2 separate regions of the Sus scrofa genome follow, and region 2 is linked to region 1. A link is a contact called in public promoter capture Hi-C data. All regions are on one chromosome and are shown on one strand. Each heading gives the region's core, a stretch centred on a gene start, on an enhancer-like site or on the middle of the called end of the contact. The rest is flanking DNA. Distances are from core to core; before and after follow the strand shown. Region 1 holds the start of DIAPH3 (protein diaphanous homolog 3). Region 2 holds the start of TDRD3 (tudor domain-containing protein 3).

Region 1 (4,241 bases), core at 1,145-3,644:
CAGCTGCTCAGAAGATTACCTTGAGTTTGGAATACTGAGCCTGGAACTCCAAGCCCTCTAAGAGTCTAGTCCAGTAGGGAAGTGGCACCCTCAGGCTCCTCGTGGAAACAGACTCAAGTCACCTTCAGAGAAAAGTCTCACCAGTTAGGCCTCTTAGAAGATAGCTTAAAATAAAGCAATGAAAATACAAAGCTTAGCAAACATAGAGGGAGACCAAGCCACTTGCACAAGTGCAAGTCAATGTAAACAGTCCGAAGATGCACATACCAGAACTGCCAAAAATAAGAAGAGTCAAATAGGAAATGCTAAAGAAATAAAACAATAAAAAACAAGGAATAACCAGGCAGATATGAAAAAGAAGCAAATGGAACTTACAGAAATAAAAAATAATTGATGATTCAAACATTCGGAACAAGTTAAATAGATTAGATATAGCTGATGACAGAATTAGTGAAATGGAAAATACCAAGAAATGACCATGCAAGTAAGAGTTCACGAGATTACAAAGAATCCAAATTATTTCTAAATTAAAGTCATAATTTAAATCAGAGCACTATCTGAAAACACACAGTATTTTAAATGTGTTTATTGGTTAGGGCTTAGAAGTATTATCTTTAGATATCTTTTCGTCTTTACAACAAGGCTTTTAACATACCTAAGAAATGAAAAACAGCACAGACAACTAGAATTCACATCTCCTAATATATCCTTCAGGAAAACTAAACCTAAAAATTTAGGTTCTGTTTTCATGACTTCTTTGCTAGAATGAGTGAAAGAAAAACATCATGCCTCATGTGTTCTGGAGCACAGGAGTCAGAAACAAAATGGAATGACATTAACCCAGAGAATACACTATAAAAAGAAGAAAAGTCACTGCCCAGAGGATTCTGCTCACGTGGGGTAGAATCTTTCATTGCCAATTTAACCCTACCTTATTTATTCCTCAGCTCTGTCAAGATAACTATCAATAACATAGTTGATCCCCTGCAAAATTTCACCATTCCTATAGCATCTCAATACTTAACTTTGTGTAATTAATCCACATTGTCCCTCATTTTCAGTATTCTGAAATATCTCATAGCTCTGTTCTCCATTTTATTCATCTATCATTATTATTAACTGTGATATGTAGCTACTCACTCCTCCACAAGCCTTTATTTCCTTAGTTTGTGTATCCTGAATTACATTCCCAACAACTTCCATTTGTTCACAGAAGGCACACGCTGAACTGTAAAATTTCACTAAAAACAAAAATGTTTTTCTATATTCCTAGGTAAAATGGAGGGATCAGTATTAAATTTTCAATTCTGTTACTCTCACCCCAAATCTATCAACCTGCTATGTGACATGTTTATTTACACACACACACACACACACACACACAATCTTCATTGCCTATTCTTTCACTACTTTATGCCAACAAAAAAACTGGCAAGGAGCTAATCACCACACCTCCCTTGACTGTTACAGTGAGTAAGAGAAGCAACCAGAATAGCGGGTTTCTAATACTTCGACTTCTTTCCCTTTTAAACAAAACATTCTTTAGCAATGACCACATGGCCCGCCAAGTTTTAAAACCGGCAGTTTCAACTTGGAAAATTATAATCTACTTCTAAAAGTTCTTCTTGGATTAAAATATTAAGCAGAAAAAGAAATACTCTCACCTAAGAATTCACTTCGATATTATCTCATACCCTCAGGCGCTAGGCGGGGGAAGGACAAGTTTAACCTAAAATATGCAAAGCCCACCTAGGTGACGTCAATACATTTGAACTGCTTCTCGCGTCAGCCTTAAAAAATTGGGAGCCCCACAATGATCAGTGTATTTTTCAAAGGATCCAAATAGAATTGGACCCTGCCGTCGTAAATCTATGAAGAGAATGGCAGCTCTGAAAATCTAGAACAAAATGTAGCCCCCACATAGGCCCTGTGAACCCACCCACGCTGTCAGCCTGGTCAGAAGGACCAGGGATTGAGCCCAGATGCACGGAAAGAGCTGCCCGACCCCACCACCAGGCCAAACTTACAAACTTGGGGCGTTTCTCTCCCGGCTCCTCGCGGCCGCCAGACGGGGGAGGGTGCTGGGGACCCTTCCTGCGAGGCATCTTGCCTTCCCGGCAGCTGCGGAGCGAGGCGGAGGAGGGGTAGGGAGCCTCAGCCGCCGGGTGGTGCTGCCGTGGCCGGTGCCGATCCATGCTTCCCCGCAGCTCTGGAGCGACAGGAGAGGAAAGAAGGCAGGAGCTTTGCCAGCCACGTGAGGGAGCCCAGGGGTCCCTGGCGGACTCGTCTTCCGGATCCCACCGCCCAAGCAGCCAGCCAGGTTCAGCCCAACCGCTGCTTCCCGGGGCCGCCGCCAGCACATCCGAAAACTCCCGCCTGTCGCGGACCGCCGGGACCAGCCAATCCCGCGCCGCGCGGTCAGTGACACTCCCGGGGACCGCCCCTTCCGGGCAAAGAGAAATGTGATTGGCTGTGCTGGCCGTTCGTAGGCAGCTCGAGCCTCGGGCGGTTCATGCAATTCTTTGAGGGCACAGGGTGGGATCAGGTTTGGGGAAGCGGGAAGAATTGATCGGGAGGAAGCCTGTCCGGGTTTTTTTGTTTGTTTGTTTGTTTGTTTGGGTTTTTTTTTTTTTTATTTGAAGAACGGATTCCTGATAACTTGGGAGGCAGGCAAGATCCGCCCTGCACCACCATTTGAACAGCGCTGGGATGTGCAACCATCTGCGAACCCTCCATGCACGTCTTGGGATGCAGCGTGTGACGACCACCTGGAAAAGTAGTTCTGGAATCTGTACTTGAAGGGGTGCCAGGAGGGAGAGAACCACAGCACCCAAGATGCTCCTAAAGGGTGCCCTCTCGACAGATTGCCAGAGCGCCTGCTGGACGCCTTAGTGCTGGGAGCCCGCCCAGAGGTGGCAGAGGCAGCCACCACCTTAAGGAGCTCACAGTCTACTGTGCTTTGCAAATCCTTACACAAACAACAAAATAATGTAGTTGTTATAGCAGTTATTTTTAAATTTAATTGAGAACAAAGGGAGAGAGATTAAGTGTGAAGGAGGAGATTCGGAAAGAAGAGAGGAAGGATGCAAAGATTTTCTTGGAAAAAAAAAAAAAGAGTCGTGGGGCCTTCCGATAAAAGGCATTACAGGCAGGAGCCAAGGCAAGAGAAGTCGAGAGCAAAGAGTTGAAAAACTTAAAGGGCATGTAATGAAGTGCCTTGAGCTGAAAGCATTCAGAAGAGTTTATTGTGTATAGCCAAGGTCAAGCTACAAGGCCAAAGCAGTTTTCCCACACATAAGTGTGCTTTCTTTCCCCCTTAAAAGCAGTCTTTCTGTTTGAACTATTTCCTTAAGCTTCCACCTTCTGACTACATGGAGGTGGTGTGGGTAAACATGCAGTACTGATTTCAGTACTTAGAAACAACTCCAGGAACTCAGGAGTTTATCACAGAGGTTGAGAAAATGAGCCTTAGTTTCAAGTAAGTCTCCACTCTACAGTTTTCAGGGGTTTTTTAGTTTTTGAATATTCATTTCTTTTTACTGTACCAAACTTTCTGTGCTAGTCCCTGTCCTTAAAGAGCACCTGATCTTTAGAGGAAAGATGAGAAAAACAGAAAGGTCAGGAGAACTGCAAGTATTTCCTACATGGACCTACGTATTTTCTGCTTACCATTAGATCAAAATGGGGTTATTTACTAGGTATGTGATGGGGGGGTGATGTTAAAATTTCTTTCTTTGCCTTTCCATCTGCAGAAGCAGAGGGTAATAGTACCTAACTAACAGAAATCCTGTCAGGCTTAAATAAGAGAGCATATGTAAGGTTCTTAGCAATGTCTGTGAAAGCCCCTCCCACCAAAGACCACCAGGAAAAACACCTGTAGTTGAAAAGTAGAGGTTATCACTCCTAAGGAATGAGAACCTGCCCTGTGGAGAACATGGGGTTTCTCAGTAAGAGGCTTAAGTCCCAACAGGACTTAAAGTACTTGACCTTTGGGTGAGATGATTTTGGAAGACTCCTCCAAAGTAAAGTGAGAAGAGTTACTCTGGTTTTCAGTGCTGCCAGGGATTGGGGGCAGATCAGTAATTGGGTATCTTAGTAAATCCTATGTAGAAGGATGGCAGGCTAAAGAATGAAGCAAAAGCTGACAAAGGAGAAGCAGTTATTCCTAGTCTATTGTGATTTGGCCACTATTCTGTGTGATTGGTTGTGTCCATGAGAAAAAAAGGGCCTCTCTGCGAGTG
Region 2 (4,311 bases), core at 1,159-3,658, 260 kb after region 1:
TCACATTTAAGAAAATTATAATTCCATTATACTATCCAATACCTAGTTCATGTTTAAATTTGTGTATTTGCCCACAAAAATCTCTCCTCTTCTTTTCCCTTATTATTTTAAAAATCCAGGGTTGCATGTTGTTGTCATGTCTCTTTCTCTTTTAATCTTAAGAATTCCCCTCTGACCCTCTCTTTTTTTAAAATTACATTTCCTTGGAGTTCCAGTATAGCACAGTGGGTTAAGTATCTGGCATTGTCACTGCACTGGCTCAGGTTGTGGCTGTGGCTCGGGTTCAATCCCTGGCCCAGGAATTTCCTTGTGCTGAGTGTGCACCCAAAATAAAATAGAACAGCCAAAAAACAACAAACAAATAAAAAGTCGTTTAAAAAACTTACATTGCCTATTTTGAACAGTCCAGGCCAGGTTGCTTGCAGAATATGCCACATTCTAGATTTATCTGCCCATTTCCGTGTGTTTTACTTGTTCCAATATCCCCTACATATCTCAGCCTTGGCACTACTGACATCTTGGATCAAGTGGCTTTCTTGTGCATTGCACAATGTCTAATAGCAACCTCCTCCTACAAGGCTGTGACAACCACAATGTCTCTACACATGCTAAACATGCTCAGAAGTTGGGGGTACAGGGTGAGCAGACCCCCCCCTGCCGCTGCCACCTGTTGGGAACTACTGTCTAGAAGCTTACTTAAGTTCAGGTTATACAATTTTGGCAAGAATATTTCTTAGATGATGCGTATTTCTGTAGGAACATAATATCAGATTGCCCCATTAATGACTCTTATTTAAGCTAGTCATTTTTTCAAGGTAAAGGTATGTTTTTCCCTTTTGTAATAAATAAGTTATGGTTTGATACTTTGAGACCAAATGAATATCCTGTAGTCCTTCATTATCTTACCCCGTGGCTTTTAGCATTCTCTTATGGACTTGTTCAAATCATTTGTAATTGAGTTGAAGAATGGTCATTTTCTCATTCTATTGTTCTACATTTATTTTAAAGTACACCTTTCAAAGAAAAGTTTTTAACCTTTATTAATAATATTATTATTACTTTTTATGGCCACAACTGCAGCATATGTAAGTTCCTGGGCTAGGGATCCAATAGGAGCTGCAGCTGAGGTCTATGCCACAACCATGGCGATAATGGATTGGAGCTGAATCTGCTACCGAGGCCACAGCTTACCACAATGCTGGATTCTTAACACACTGAATGGGGCAAGGAGAAAACCCGCATCCCTCTGGAGACTACATGGGCTCCTTAACCCGCTGAGCCACAATGCCTCTGGTTTTGTTTTATTTTCATGTTTACGGAGTATGTGAGTAAATATATCATAAATAGCGTGAAGATTGAACAGCTTATATCTCAAATTCCTGCATTTGGAATCATCAACCCATTTTTAAAATCACTTCCTAGAATAAGGGAATTTAGTGCTTTGTGGAACATTTTATTAAAGTTATTGTAAATACCATACAATGGTAAATTTTTCTTGTATACATTGCATGCGAGACCAAATGTATAAAGGCTTTGCATTTAACCAGTGAAGAATTCTGATGATTGGGACAACATATAACTTTCACAGTTAACATGTTACAGTAATCGCATAAAGTAGGTGGTTAAGAGAAGACTCTAACAACCAATAAAAATTATTAGCAATTCAATTTTGACTCATCTGTTTATCATCAAAACAATATCTTCCTGACTCCTGGATATTTTAGTTGTGCCTATAAATTGAAATAGACTTGTAGCATATGTATAGCTTAAACATTGTGTACTAAAGCAAAGTGTAGGCTGCAGTTATTTCTGATTCTAAAAGTGGTTGGAAATATGTTTCATTAAAATCAGTATCTAAGTAACGTGCTTGGACACACATTTCAACAGCATCAAAGCAAAGCATCGTGATTTTAAAACTATGTCTTTTAGGAGGCCCAACCAGAATACCCTAGTTGAAATAATAATAAAAAAAATGTATTAAGGAAATTTAGCTCCACCCAGGATAACTATTCTCTTCCTTCTGTAACTGACAATTTTCTCCCTGGTCCAAGAGCGGCTCTGCCCAGTTTCGCAGTCTCTGTTAGAAGTCCGTGTGGGTGATGAAACAAATGAGGCAGCCGTGGCTATGCGTCCAAGGTTTCAACAGCTTCCAGACGAGGGCCACAACTATTCGGAAAAACCCTTCTTTCCATCAGCCACAGCCCTAAAAGACCCCGGAGGGCGGAGCAAACGTTCAAGGCGCGTCTTCCGAGTCCACCGCCCCGTCTGCCTGTTCCTCCGATTGGCTGGCGTGGATCTTGATTACCCAATCACTTTGCAGCGTCTGCTGCGCCGCTCAGCGACGCTGCTGCGCATGCCCACTGGGGACCCGCTCCTACGTTTCGGTCCTCTGGAGAACCAGGGAAGGGCACCGGCAAGGGGCCCGGCAGAAACTAGGCCTGGCAGTGTGCATGCCAACGTCAGAGGGCCGCGCCGGGACGTGGCCCAGCCCAGTGGGAGAGCGGCAGGAAAAACAAGCACCGACACAACTGTCCTATTTCCCCATATCCCTTAAGTGCAGGTTTTCTCGAATTGACCCACTTACTTTCATTGTGGTGTGGGACCTGGACAGTCCGATTTGCCTGTGGGGAACCGAAAAAAATCCAATTATATTTGCATCCGGGGCAGATGGAAAAGTCGAGTGAAGTGGAGCGAATATTGATAAGAAAGTAAACTTTTCTTCTGTGTAGACTGAGCTGGAACACCCTTACAGTTTCACTGTACTAAACGTGGCCTTATTAGCGCCAAACTGGAAGCGCTTTCCCGCCATCGCCCGTGCGTCTCAGGTCTAGTGTTGTCCTGCCCTCTCGGAGGTGGCCGCCTGTCGGCGCTGGAAAGGCGGGCTCTCTACTGTACAAAGAACCGCCCCACTAGTCTCCGAGGTGTGCAACTCAGAAAAGTGACCCCGAACAAAAAGCAGCCGGCCTTCGGTGGAGGGGCCGCCCCATGCTCCGGGCCCGACAAAACTGGCCCAGACGTGCAGACCCCGGCCAGTCTTCTGCAGATCACCGCCTCCGGCGCGCTGCAGCTTCGCAGCCCAAGCCGGGCAGGCCTCCGCGGCCGCTCGGAAAACGCGGCCAGCGGAACCCGCACGCGGAAGCGCCCGGCGCACTGAGCATGCCCAGTTGCAGAGCCGACCAGAGGAGTTTTTTTCTTTTCTTTTCTTTCTTTTTTCTTTTTCTTTTTTTTTTTGGTCTCAAGTAGCAGACCTCCCCCCAACCCCCACCTGAGCCCCCCACCACCCCCGGCCTAAGCAGCTACCATGGCCGACGTCTCCAGCGCGGCGTTGTCCCAGGCGGGTTGGTAAGTGGCGAGTGCCGCCGGCCGCGGGCGCGGGCCGGGGCCCGAGGAGGGTTGGGGTTGGGGGCGGTGGGGTGCGTGTCGGGGTAGGCGGAGGCCGCCGCCCGCCCCCGGCCTCTCCGAGGGAACCTCCGGGACGGCTCCGCCCCCGGCGCCACGCGGAGCGAGCGAGTCCCCCAGCTCCCTTTGGGGCGGCGGCGGCGCGGCCTGGGCCCTGGGTGGCGGGAGACGGGCTGGGGAGAGGCCGGGGGCAGGCGGGCAGGGCGGCTGGGCTGGCGGCGGCGCAGGCCCGAGCCGAGCCTTCTGGTGGGACCCGCAGCGCCGTCTTGCCCCTCCGGGGGTGTTGCTCCGGCGGGACCTGGGGAGGCGAGGGCTGGAGAACCGAGTGCGGCGGAGAGGGACGAGCGCGGCCAGAGCCCGCCGACCCGCGGGAAGTTGAGGGCAGGGCAGAGCACAGCCCAAGCTGGTGGCGGGCCCCCTCTCGGTTCTCTTTATTCCAAAGTAAGGTACCGAACGCGGGGAAGCTGCCCTCCAGCTGCCCTCCGGAGCACACACACAACTTCTAAAGCTAAGAATGACCGCGTTGTCAACCCGTGTGGATGCTCCGTAGAACTTTTCTTGAAAGGATGGCGATATTCTGATTTAAAGATGTTTCATGTCAAGATTTTGGGACCTGAAACCAACTAAAAATTATGTGAAATTAAGCAGTTTCTGGAACTTCGGCCTTTAGGGTTTTAAACATCCAGTTTAATTTAGTAACGCTTTACCAGGCCTGCAGAGGCGCAGTCTGGGATGAGGAATGAGAAGGAGGTTGAAAAAGATTTGCCTCTGCTCTCTGGAAGTTCACTATCTTAGTGAAAAGAGGAGAGAGGGAGGCATTAAAACAACAAACACAAAAACAGGGGAAATTGTTCACAATTTCCAGAGAAGCAAAGGTGGTATGGAATTGGAGAGGAAGGAGAGTTAATTTCC

What was found. Promoter capture Hi-C pulls out the DNA fragments that hold promoters and counts their contacts.
Region 2: a promoter capture Hi-C map of fetal liver shows a contact between it and region 1, with 2.7 times the contacts expected there. The contact joins the promoter of TDRD3 here to the promoter of DIAPH3 in region 1. A contact is called at or near these places in 1 of 5 promoter capture datasets (fetal liver), 3 of 47 Hi-C or Micro-C datasets (embryonic fibroblasts, heart right ventricle and skeletal muscle) and 1 of 2 datasets of contacts at active chromatin or transcription factors (alveolar macrophages).

Annotation. Positions count from the first base shown.
Region 1 is chr11:32,992,460-32,996,700 of Sscrofa11.1, forward strand. DIAPH3 (protein diaphanous homolog 3) reads right to left here and starts at 2,395. Exons shown (of 28, transcript XM_021065648.1): 1 at 2,028-2,395. The coding sequence starts at 2,195.
Region 2 is chr11:33,255,148-33,259,458 of Sscrofa11.1, forward strand. It overlaps TDRD3 (tudor domain-containing protein 3), which reads left to right and starts at 2,409. Exons shown (of 14, transcript XM_005668459.3): 1 at 2,409-3,342. The coding sequence starts at 3,302.